Regions from separate parts of the Mus musculus genome. Here region 2 is linked to region 1. The links are chromatin contacts, called in public Hi-C maps. All regions are on one chromosome and are shown on one strand. The core of a region is the stretch at or near the end of the contact, and the rest is flanking DNA. Distances in the headings are between cores, read along the strand shown. Region 1 overlaps Cacna1e (calcium channel, voltage-dependent, R type, alpha 1E subunit). Region 2 holds the start of Cacna1e (calcium channel, voltage-dependent, R type, alpha 1E subunit).

Evidence for each region. A called contact is a pair of places that touch in the nucleus more often than the background predicts.
Region 2: a contact with region 1 is called in a Hi-C map of cerebral cortex, with 3 times the contacts expected there. The contact joins the promoter of Cacna1e here to the enhancer-like site in region 1. A contact is called at or near these places in 1 of 39 promoter capture datasets (hippocampal neurons), 8 of 484 Hi-C or Micro-C datasets (cerebellum, cerebral cortex, cortical neurons and 4 more), 3 of 115 datasets of contacts at active chromatin or transcription factors (forebrain and neural progenitor cells) and 2 of 9 other capture datasets (embryonic stem cells and liver).

Annotation. Positions count from the first base shown.
Region 1 is chr1:154,632,986-154,638,954 of GRCm38.p6, reverse strand. It overlaps Cacna1e (calcium channel, voltage-dependent, R type, alpha 1E subunit), which reads left to right. Exons shown (of 47, transcript NM_009782.3): 4 at 3,095-3,198; 5 at 3,963-4,115; 6 at 5,220-5,401. Among named protein-coding and RNA genes, the nearest start is that of Cacna1e, 90 kb to the left of the region's middle. Within about 2 kb of position 2,989, at least 5 of the 459 cell types and tissues checked have an H3K27ac peak or open chromatin away from gene starts, as enhancers often do. A contact at or near this core is called in cerebral cortex, where this site is marked.
Region 2 is chr1:154,722,726-154,729,059 of GRCm38.p6, reverse strand. Cacna1e (calcium channel, voltage-dependent, R type, alpha 1E subunit) reads left to right here and starts at 3,140. Exons shown (of 47, transcript NM_009782.3): 1 at 3,140-3,409. The coding sequence starts at 3,141.

The DNA of each region.
Region 1 (5,969 bases), core at 1,740-4,239:
CCAGAGCAGGGCCCCGTTCCTCAATCCACTTTGCCCTCTGTCAATCCCATTGTTTCTGATCTTAATACATGGTCAGGGGAGCCAAGTTATAGCTCCTGCCCCCAAGGACTTTGTGAACATTAGAAATTAAGAAGCAGCCAGTGGCTATGTATGTTTTAAAAGCTCTGTTGATCGTCTTCCTGCACTGGAAGAAAAAAAAAGAAATTTCTAAGGAACCAAAAAGCTCGAGGAGCCCGGGCTGTGTGAGATCCTGTTTGGTTGTTGGGAGTGCAAGATGGATTCAGTCAAGAGTACACTTGATGATGGGGTAGTGACCATGTCACATGGCTGGCTACGTGAGTCCCCTGTGATAAATAACACATTCCTCTGTCTTTCATGTTCACTTTGTTTTCATGGTACCTTTCTGACATGACCTTCCCTGCACGCTTCCCCGGCACCTGCTTCTCCATTAGCTTTTATCTCTTATTTTCCTCCTTGCCTGCATCTCCACATTTTTTTTAAACTAGGTCTGTTAGCGTCTCGTTCTCCTGTCTTCCAACTGCATTTTCACTGTGTATCCTTGCTCTCTTTTAACAATGTCTTCTGCCTCTGCCTCCATGTTCCAAAGCATACCTGTCATACCCAGGCCTGGGGAGGAAATTTTCACTTCCAGCAGCTCTTTGTGTGATGTGAAAGAACATCTGAGTACCTGGGTCTCCTAGGAAACAGAACTCTAGTTTCTGAGCAGAGCAGATTCCATACACTATGTTTGTGAGACACCAGGAAGGAGAGTCTGGCACCTGGGCAGCACAGGAGGCTCAGACTTGAGTCCAGCCTTTGTTCAAGAGGGATGCCGAACAATGCACCTGCTTTCCCTCAGTCTCTATCCCTCGCATATCTGTCAAGTGTCTTTCTCTTTCACTTCTTTCTTTTCTCTTTTGTCTATTTCTGTCATAGTTTTTCAGTTCTATTTTCTACATTTGTCTTTGTTCTTTTTCCTCTTTAGAAGTTACGCCATCCCCTTCCTGATGGCCTCCTTTAACTTTGTAAGCTAAAATGTGGTGGGGGTTGGGATCAGGAAAGATGCAGGACACTTGGAAAGCTCGCCTAGGACAAGTGCTTTATGAGAGTAGGAGAGGTTTGCTTATTATTTGAGATTGTATGAGCACAGAATTACATGAAACTTTTCAATTTATGTATGTGGTGCGTATGTGTGTGTGTGTGTGTGTGTAAGCATATGCTTTCCCCGTGCTTGGGTGTGGAAATCAGAAGACAACTTCCATGTACTGGCCCTAGGGCAATGTTCTGCTCTCTATTTGAGACAGGCCTTGCACTTTTAGGCATCTACCTCCTTTCTGCCTCCCATCTCATAGTTGCTGGTCTCACAGGTGTGCTTTACCATGCCTGGCTTTTTAACGTGAGTTCTGGGGATTGGCAGTGCAAGTATTTTATATACTGAGCCATCTCCCCCGGTCCAAAGTATAAAATCCTAAAGCTGAAAGCAATCTCCACTACCCATTCCAATAACATAATCCAGAGTGAGCATCCTCTCTTTGTCCTAACATGAGCTGTGCAGCACGAAATGCTTGAATAGTGCTAACGTTGAAAGTGTTCTTCTACAGTGAGGCAGCTTGTCAGGGGCCAAAGTTGTGTGTTCACAGTCATCTCTGTGATTATGTCATCTTGGATTGGTATCCTCGGTACCTGTGGATCTTGCATCTGTATCCTAGAGCCATGGGACCTTTCTTACGGTTCTCTTTGCCTACATTTGAAATCTTTCAGAGAGGTTGCCCAAAGAATAGTTAAATTGGCCATTCTTTCTACTATGAAGTTTTCCGGATGACTCATTTCCCAGTGCTTCTAAACAGAGGGGCTAATCTTGGAGAGGCTGTAAGGGATAAAAGGTATTATCTCACAAAACAAAGAATAAGCTAGCAAAATTTAAATCAGTGTTATTGATCTTTGTGTCAGAAACAATGTCAATTATGCACTTTATATGTGCCAGTACCTTATTATTATTATTACTATTATTATTATTATTATTATTGCGATAGTATCTCACTGAGCACCCTATGCTGGCCTTGAACTTGCAGTTCTCTTGGCTCAGCCTTATAAGTGTAGTCGTTAGAGGCATGCATCCCCATGACTGGCCCAGGGCATTCTTTATCTTTAACACAGTGTAATTTTATATCTAAAACTAGGCCATTGTACTTCCCTAGTTTATAGATGAAAGGCACAACCCAACCAACCAAAAAACAAAAACCAAACACCTAGAGTTTGAGAGATTTGTATCAAGTGGATAGTTCTTTGGAACAGGACTTAAACTTTGCTTGTCTAACACTTCGTTTTCTGCCTCACCACTCACAAATCCATATGTGCCTTTGCCCCCACCATATCTACTTTGTCCATAGGTTCTATGCAATGCATTGTCTCCTTAACATGTGCTATACACAGTCTAATAGTAGTCTTGTCGATGTGTAGATGTGAGTACGTGTGTGTTTGTGGGTGTGACTATAGAAGGTGGAAAAATGAAAGCACAGAAAGCCAGTCCAGGTCAAAGTCTGGTTTGGAGGCAGTTAGAAAACATGTTAATAATGTATAATGACCACGGACATAGCTCCCAGTCATGAATGTCAGTATAATTTATTAATTTGGTAAGAATTCTGAGCGTCAAGGAAGAGGAGAGTAAGTTACTTCTTCACTGAAGTTAATCCAGAAAAATTCCCTAAAGAGAACAGGAGACAGGAATATGTGACTTGGAAATAGAAAGCATAAGGGTCTGGTAGCAGGAAAGGAAGGGGTTGAGAAGAGAGTGAGGGACCAGATTTGGTTCAGGTGTGGGTCTTTCGTTGGTGTCCATGTGCTCTGCTCATGATCTGGGACTAGGACTCGAGTATGATGGTAACTTTTCCTTTGCAAAGTAAAACCCAGATGGCTATATTTAATTCCACTTAACGCCACTGGTGATTCACTTGGGCTCAGGTGCGCCCACATACAGCTGGCACTAGCTTTGTGTACTTTCCAGGCAGAGGCTGCTATAGTCCAAACTCCCCATGAAACAGGAGGGGACAGACAGGCTGTGATAACCTTGAGTCTTTTGTGTCTCTCTCCACAGCATCCTGGCCACTGCGGGAACCCACTTCAACACCCACGTGGACCTGCGGACCCTCCGGGCTGTGCGTGTCCTGAGGCCTTTAAAGCTGGTATCAGGAATACCTAGTGAGCACCTACTTTCTTCTTTCTGATTGGCTAGTATCCTCAATTGGATCCAGGTTATAAAGCAATGTCAGGTGGAAGAGAAAGAGTTCTTCCTGGAGGGAAACCCTGAACTTGCAACAATTAAACATAGCACTGTGCTTTTAAATTTAACATTTTCTCATATTTAAATAATAATGGAAGATAACAAAAAACAGGAAAGGAAAATAAAAGAAAAGTTTATTCCTATTGTATTACACTGAAATAAATGCTAATTGGATGCATTTTTTTCATTCATTTCCCCTATGCATCCAAATATAATTTTAATTATTACATATGTGCAGTGTTATCTGCTGCAATAAGTGTTTCAGTCTCCTAAGGTGAAAAATTCTATGTATTGTCAGAGGTTACGGTTTGTTAATCAGTACTGTGCTTCTCTCCCAGTGGGTGGAGGGCGGGATCTGAGAGGGAGTAATAGGAAAGGTCAACTTTGCCCCTGTTTTATAGGATTGTACAGCAGCAGGGACTTTAGACTGAGTATGAAACACAGCCTAATGAATTGAATCTGTCAAAGGAATCTATATGTCATCACAGAGGAAACAGAGGGTGAGAAGGAAACATAGGAGAAGGGACATAGATGATGGCAGTCTTCAGTTTGACTTGTCTTGGTTACTTATCTCAGAATTAATGGTTTGGTTTTTGATGGAAGACTAGGAGAGGGTAACTGAGCCCATCTTGTCAGGGGGCAGTGAACAAGGTCTGTGCTTCACTCTCTCCTCTCTCCCTAGGCCTGCAGATCGTGCTGAAGTCTATCATGAAGGCCATGGTGCCTCTTCTGCAGATTGGCCTTCTGCTCTTCTTTGCCATCCTCATGTTTGCTATCATTGGCTTGGAGTTCTACAGTGGCAAGTTGCATCGAGCATGCTTCATGAACAATTCAGGTAAGGTCATGATTTTCTGTCTTCTCTTCTCCCAGTGCTTCTTCCCTTTAGTCATAAGCATAAATTCACGACATTTGGAGCTTTGCTGAAAAAGTATACTCTATCTTCAGCCCTAGGATTACAGTCAGAAACTTCCTAGTCTGTAGCTTTTGGAGGTACAACCAGCTTAAAGATATATCTACTTGAAAGTTACATTACAAAACATGTTGCTTTGTATATAGTTGGAGGGGCTCAAATAGGTGGTCTCAGATCCTCTGTCCATGATAGAGGGCTTTTAGAATGCATGCCAAAAGCCGTTATGAATAAATAGTCTACAGAATATATCTTTGATTCAAAGACCAGTGGGACCCTGGAGAAGAGAATCAGATGGGTGTCCTGGTTGAGCTACAAAGAGAGCACCCTTTTGTGCTCCATCTCACATTCCTGAGAGGACTGAAGGAGCTGTTAGTTTGGCTTATCAGTTATGCCTTGAAAATTGTGGGATACACAAAACCCCAATTTCCAAATATTTGTATTTTTTTGTTCATTCCAAGCTAAGTAGTGTACAATAGGATGAAAGTCAGAGAGGAGGTTAAGAGAAATAAAGAATAAGTTAAAGAGTCCTAAATAAATACCATGTTTTTATGAAAAGAATCTCCAAATGATTTTTATTTTACCTTTAGTTTAAAATAAAGTAAAAAAAAGAATGTGTGCCTAAAACTTCAAAGAGTTAAGAAAATATAGCAGCCGGTTGCTTACAACTGTCCCCAAGGAGCCCAGGGAGAACCAAGGTTCATCCCAGTTCCCAGGGTTTGGAAAATGAATGAGATTTACCATTACCTCAGTGTCTTGTGTGTGAGCCAGCCCTGTAAATTTCTGTAGCAGTGCAGACCAAAGTAGAGCTTCATGCCTGAAGAAGATAGAGAGTTCTTTAGGAGCATTTTGAGTTGCACATGGATATGAACTGAGGGGTGTAGAGAGCCCAAGGCGGGAGAGGGTCTGAGGCAAGATGGGCAAACATCTGTCTACAGTAGGAGAAATGCTTACTTATGGCTCCCTAGGATCATTTCCATGTCATACTAAGCACCGCATGGTTTGTCTCCCACTCTCCAAATACATCTGCAGGTATTCTAGAGGGGTTTGATCCTCCTCACCCGTGTGGTGTGCAAGGCTGCCCGGCTGGTTATGAATGTAAGGACTGGATCGGCCCCAATGACGGGATCACCCAGTTTGACAACATCCTTTTTGCCGTGCTGACTGTCTTCCAATGCATCACTATGGAAGGGTGGACCACTGTGCTGTACAATGTGAGTGAGCTGATGGATGTGGTGTGGAGGATGGCGTGGGATTCTGGTGTCGTTTTGGTCCCTCTGGAACAGGAAAGACTGGGGAAATGTTGGGATTGTCCGGACTCAACTTTAGAACTTAGAAGAGCCTAACAGGTCACTCTCCCACACCCCAACCCCTTTGGATTTTTACTGAGTGGAAATACGTAACTGTCTTATTGCAATTGGTAGATTGTATTCCCTTATTCTGTCAATGGGTGAATGAACAAGTTAAATCAGATCGCCTTGTTGTGGAAAGTTTTGGATTTACAAGGTAATGGGGCACAGTGAGGTGTTCCAATAAGTGTAAAGGTCTCAGTTACTGTCCCCAAAGGACTCACCGTCAGATTGGAAAGCTGTTATAGTGGTTTTCAACCCCAGTGGCCCATTAGAGTCAGCTGGGAGCTTTAAAAATTATACTGCCTGGGCTTCACTCCAGGCCAATTAAGTAGGAATGTCTAGAGGTAAAGGCCTGTCATTGACATTTTTTAAAGCTTCCTAGCTGATTTTAATATGCAGCCACTGTCAAGAACTACTGCATTACATGCCC
Region 2 (6,334 bases), core at 1,891-4,390, 90 kb before region 1:
AACCAAGCCCCCTTCTAAACCTACTGATGCCATAATATTTTCCCTGGCCCTCTGGGACTGCTTCTCCAAGAATCCTAATGAACTCTACCACAGAGCCATTCCTGCTCCCGAGTAAACTCTGCCTAGATGTTGGTAAAGCCTGCTCCGTGGGAATGCAGGAAGGCTAGGCTCAGCCCCATGAGGTCCCAGTGTGGCCAGTGTATTGTCTTGCATATTCTAGGCTTCTAAAGAATTCAGCAGTCACAGGACTCACAGAGTATGGAAGAAAGAGGAACCCGAATCAGTACTAGATTTTGGCTTACTGGGTAAAGAGACAAGGCAGGAGTCCTTAGTCTTTCTCGGAAGTACTTGTGGAAGGTAAAAGGCTAGTGTGCCCTGTTTAGCAAACAGACACAGAGGCATGATGAGGAAGGTGTTATGTCTCATCCTTGAAGTGAGCTTTAGAGCAGAGCTTGCTAGGCTATACAATCTCGTGGAAGTTATGAAAGACACATCATTTATGTCATCATCCATATGGCTCATTATTTAATCCCCAATGTCTAAAATAGTGTCTGTTGTGGGGAATGTACGCAAATATATTTGCTAAATGAATGGTTTGTATGGCTCCTCTGCTATGGAAGATCAGATTTTTTTTAGTCCCGTGAAGTTTACAGAGCTCTGAGATAGCCACTCTGTCTAGGTGACCATCTAGTGAGACTTCACAGCCACCTTCCTTTACTCTGTCTCCTAATAAGCTCCTCGGCAAAGTGAGATCACAATAACAGGTGGCACTGGCACACTTCCAGCCGAGATTTGATCTGAAATGATCTCCGATGAATCCCAGGGTCAACACTCGCTTCCTGAGGGCAGGGGTGATTGCAAGGCATCCCTGTGTTGAGGCCATTTCTTTGCATTTCTTGTACACAGACCCTTTTCTGTCACACACACCTACACACTCAACATTCTCATACAACAGACATGTATCAGTGCACACACATAGACACTCACAGACACATACAAGTAGGAATACACGTGCCCAACACCCAGACACCACTTTATCTCTTAATCAGTTAATTTCACACACTGCCTTTCAGGCCTGCCGAGGTGGCGCTGCCCTCATGGTGACTTCCAACACTGGGGCTTTGGTTTGCCTTTGCTTACGTCTTCAGCCAGCCCTTGCCCTCAGCGCTTCCTTCGCTTCCGTAGAAAGGTTATGGATACAACTATGTGTTGAAGCCAAGGGTGAACATAAGTCAAGGAAAGTATGTTCCAGACAGTGCAGATGATGGGAGGGGACAGGGATAGACTGTCCACGGAGTCTCCTGTAGGCAAGGACTAGATTGTTAAACACAGAGCTTCTTTCTCTGGACTACATGTCCTCCCTCTGCAGCTCAGACACTTTTTTTTTTAAAATGACATAGGTTTGAGAAGATCAATGGACCTTGGTTGAAAGTAAAAGGTGGTGGTGGGTGGGAAACCCCCTTTGTTAGGATTTTGAGGGCACTTTGCTTAGGCTCTCTGTCTGGGGATTGGAATATCTGGGCCACCTGCCAGGAGGAAAGTGGAACCCAATCTAGAAGGCTGCTTTGTAAGGTCCCTTAGGGTCCATAGGACAGAAGGTCCCAGAGAAGCAGAGGTACTTCTCTATGAGGTCTGTTAAGTGTTGGTTTAGGAAGAGGGCACTCTCTTTGCCCTGGGGATCCCTGTTGATGGTAGTGGAACCTAGGAGATCCAAAGCAGAGGCTACAAGATCCTAGGGTGGGGTGCACAAGTCCCTACTCTCCACTAGAGCAGTGGCGAGCAGAACCCTATGCAGAGTATGGAAAGAGGCACAGCCCTGAGTACCCTTCCTAGGACCAAAGAGAGTGTTCCTGGACAGGTCTTTGATCTGTTGCAGAGAGTCTGCAGGCATCACCAGCTTCAGTGGGCCTCTCTTTTCCATCTCCTGAGGGAACCGCGACTCTTCCTTGGACCCTTGCCTAGGTAGCCTTCAGTCAAACGAATTCACAAGCCAAACCAGCCTCACCACGCTGGACTCTGAGAGCCCCGCCCCCGCGTCTCTCTCGGATCCTTGGCCACCTTGCTGCGCTGCTGCGCTGTGCTCCTCAACCTGCCCTTAAGCATCGTCTCTGCTCTCTGTAGCCAGGAAGGCCGGGAGGAGAAAGAGCTGGTCTTTGGTGAGGAAGTTCGGTATGTGGATTAAGTCCTATGCCCTGCCATCACTAGCTAGGCTGACTGCAACCTGTTCCTCACTGCGACCGCCCGCCCGCTCGCTCGCTCGCTCTCCCACCCTCTTCCCGGCGCAGCCGCGGATCGCTGTTGCATGCTGATCCTGGGAGGCGGCGGCGGCGGCGGCAGCGGCGAGCGCTCTGGGCGGATGCTGGCACTTGGGCTTCGCTGCTCTCTGGTTGCTGCTCAACTTCTACCCCAAAAGCAGGAGCTGTGAAGTCATTTGCCCCTCTCCGGCTGGTTCGACTTCTCATCTTCATTTTTCGGGCGATGCGGTTTACGCAGGAACCTTAGTACCGCTCTCCCCCCCACCTCCATCTCCCTCTCTCCAACCTTTGGATGCATCTCCGCTGGCAGATTTAAAGAGCCAAGTCTTGGCTGTGGAATTTCTTAGATGGACTTGCAGGGGCTGGCGTTCTAAAGCATGTCACCGTAGCTGGCCCTTGTCTTTTTTTCTTTTCATTTTTTTCAAAGTTCTTTTGTTTTCATTTCCTTCTTCCTCTCTACCCCTCACCCCGACCAATAAATCAGCAAACTGTTACCTAGCGGACCAGTGCCTGCCTTTCTCTCAGCCAGGTGGTACGTGTGCCAGAAGAGGAGCTATGTTTGAGGACCGACCTTCTCCACCCCTCTCCGGTCCCTGAACACCACCCCACGCTGGCATTTTGGGGGAAAATATTCCCTCTAGAAGCCCTACCCCCTTCTTCTTCTTCTTCTTCTTTTTTTTTCTTGAGGAATGGAGCTTCGCAGAGGTTGCCTTTAGATTCAACAGTTCAGAGCAGGGCTGAAGAGCCTGCAGGGGTCCCCAGAGGCGGTGGTCCCTGCGCCTGTGTGGATAAGGCTCTGAGCCTGCCTGTGTCTTTTCTGCCTCTTGTTGTGTGCGGGTGTTCGGCGATCACCTTTGTGTGTCTTCTGTCTGTTTAAACTTCAGGATGGCTCGCTTCGGGGAGGCGGTGGTCGTTGGCAGGCCAGGCTCAGGCGATGGAGACTCGGACCAGAGCAGGAACCGACAAGGAACCCCCGTCCCGGCCTCGGGGCCGGCGGCCGCCTACAAGCAGTCAAAAGCGCAGAGGGCGCGGACTATGGCTTTGTACAACCCCATACCAGTCCGGCAGAACTGTTTCACGGTCAACAGATCCCTGTTCATCTTCGGAGAAGATAACATTGTCAGGAAATACGCCAAGAAGCTCATCGATTGGCCATATCCTTTCTTACCCACCATGACTTCCCTCTCCCCCTTTGCATTCCATCGGGTGAGGGGGGGCACCTAGCATGGAATCTATTCCCCACCCCTTCCTGGTGCCAAAATTTGCCCCTTTGCTCAAGTGCACCCTACCTTGTTGCATTCACGGGGCAAGCCTGATGCCCCGGAGACCTATTTGGGCAGTAGTGGTTTTCAAGGTAAGACTTTTGGTTTTGGGGATTATTTTCCATGTGGAAATCTCTAAGTGTACTTAGGTGCCTGGTGTGGAGACATCTGCCTCTTTCTGGGCTTTGTCTGTTTCTTGGCCACCCCCAAAGTCCTAACCCTTTCAGAAGCTGCACTCCATGTGGTTTGGCTTACCTCAAATCTCAAGGATTCTTTCATAATCAGTTCTCTCTTTTCCACCACTTAAGCCAGTCCCTCTGCTCCCATTCCTACCAGCTGGGAAGACACTTGCACTGTCTGCCAGCAGAGAAGTTGAGGTTCTGGGAGGGATTTGCCAGATGAGAAGCTCCAAAGAGTAGACCCATGTATACAAGAAGACAAATGAGTACTTATGAAAAAGGCGTTGGGCTAGGGACTCAGCTAACTCTGGAGACCAACTTTAAGTTCTACTGAAAGTGAATGCCTGTCAGGGGAGATGATCATGTCACCACCAGCCCAAAGAGCTCAAAGTTGGAGTTCTTTCTTCAGGCAAGGAGGTGTGTTCTTCCTTTCTTGGTCCTGGGTTGTTACTCTTGCTTCTTAATGTTTGCCATACCTGGCTGCTCTCCCAGTATACTGAACCATAGATCTACTGGGCCTGAACCCATCAGCTGAGGGTCAGAGGTGTGCAAACAATTTCTCTCTAAAGCCAAGGGTGTTGCTCTTTACAAGGAGTGGGTAGGTCATCTATGGAGGTGATGGTTTGGGAGTAAAAGGCTAGGATGGAAGAAACATCTTTGCAGGTTTTACCAAGCGCACTGAATGCAGGCTGCTGATCAGGCAGCTTCCTGCCTGCTCTGCACTAAGAATTTGCATGCCTGTCAAGGCCATTAGGAGTTGAGGTTGGTAGGGTGTTTCAGGGGATTACAGGAGGCAAGCCAATGTTTTGAGGCTAGATGTGGGGGGTCCTCTTGGGGACAGGGACTTTGGTGCCTCTGGAGACATGGTTCTTGGGAAGAATACACCTGCAAAAGAGACTCCTCCTCTTTGCCCCATGCTCCCTCCCCCAACCCTCCTCTCAGGTGTGCAGCAGTGAGAAAGCTGAGGCTGGGGTGGGGGGGGGATGGGGTTCAAGTATTAGTTTGCAAGGCATCTTGCTTCCCCCCAGGGCCTGAACATCCCCTGCAGCCCCCAACCTCTAGTTTTTGGCCTTCTCTCCCCCACCCCTCCAGTTCCCTGCCTCAGCTGCTTTGGGATTGGCTGGTGCATGGTGCTTCTAGGCAGCAGCACCTCATTAGAAACGAAGCAGCATCTCTAAGCAGTGATGCTTCCTGCTGCTGTTCACATCCTCCCACAGACACCCCCTGGCTGGGTTTCTCCCTTTCTCCTCCTTGTTCTCCAGTTCTCACCTCCCCCTCCCACCTCCACAGAATGATCCGGGCCATAGAGTGCTTGGGTTGAACTATTTAGATAGGGGCTTGGGGCGGGGGAGGGGTCCGGTCCCTGCAGTCATGCCCAGTCAGTGAGCTGCACAAGGCGGACTGATTGCATTGTGTTGCATGCTGCGGCGGGCGGCTGCAAATAACTCCTTGGAGCAGTACTCTACTGGTCTCTCAGGGAAGGTCCCTTCCCTCGACCACCTTCTACAGTTCTTTTAGATTCCCCACCCACCAGGTTCCCCTTTGCTGTGACCTGCTTAGGACACCCCGCCTCCAGACAGCCCCCTTCTCCGTTTGCTTGCAGTAGACAAAGCAGCTTTTCAGTCCCACAGAAGGCAAAGTGTGGTCACAGCCCTCCTTGGCACCTCGGACAGCGCCATCAAAACTCCCTGGCTGGTCCTGAGCTCCCAAGTCACCGGGTGCAGCACACAGGGTACTTCCGGTTAAGCTCAAGCTCCCGGACTGGGACACGAAGCACGTTTCCAACACCAAAGCCTTTTCCTCTTTTCATTTCTGCCGCAAAGACACGGGTTTTCCACCAGGAGCTTTGAGAGCAAGGTGCTGCTCGATTTTATGCATTCTTCCCTTTAGCCAAAATGAAGTAAGGATCGCCAAAGGAGAGATTCCGGAGGGAATGGATTCTATTCTCATCCTCAGTGTCCTGTCCCAGACATCTTTGCTCTCCGCATACTTAGACATTGTACAGTGTTCCTACAGCCTGTAGGCTGTTGTAACCTGTTCAGAGAACATCTGCTAAGATGTTGAGGGGAAGCTGGTTGGATTTTTTTTCCCCTTCTGGTTGTACAGTGTAACTGACTAATGTATTCCCTCCGGTAGTGACCACGTGGAAGCATTGTGCCTCTGTGGGCTCTGCATTTTCTTCCAAGGCGCATAGGAGCTAGCTAGTGTCACCTTCCCTTCAGTTCCCAGCATCCAGTTTCCCCAAATACCTGCTTCATCTCATTGAGAATCAGTGTGAGCAGGAGTTACCTTTAAAGCTCTCTAATTAGGCTCCTTGGGTTCAAAGCTCAGCTCCTCCAGAAGCCCCAGTGACCTTGAAAAGTTACTTCATTACTCTAGGATTCAATTTTCTTACCTGTAAAATCAGGATGATAACAAAGAGTTACTGGGAGAATTCAATGGGTTAATGTGCCAAGTGTTTGGAACATTACCTAATTACCCACTAAGCATCCATTATTATTAATGGAATCCTTCGGGGGATTTCTGCACACCTGCAAGGTGGGACCTGACATTCAAGGTGAAGTCATTTAGATTCTTGCATCTCATTGAGAGTGAGGAACCTCGTCTGTATCACTTGAGAGCTTATTCAAAATCCAGA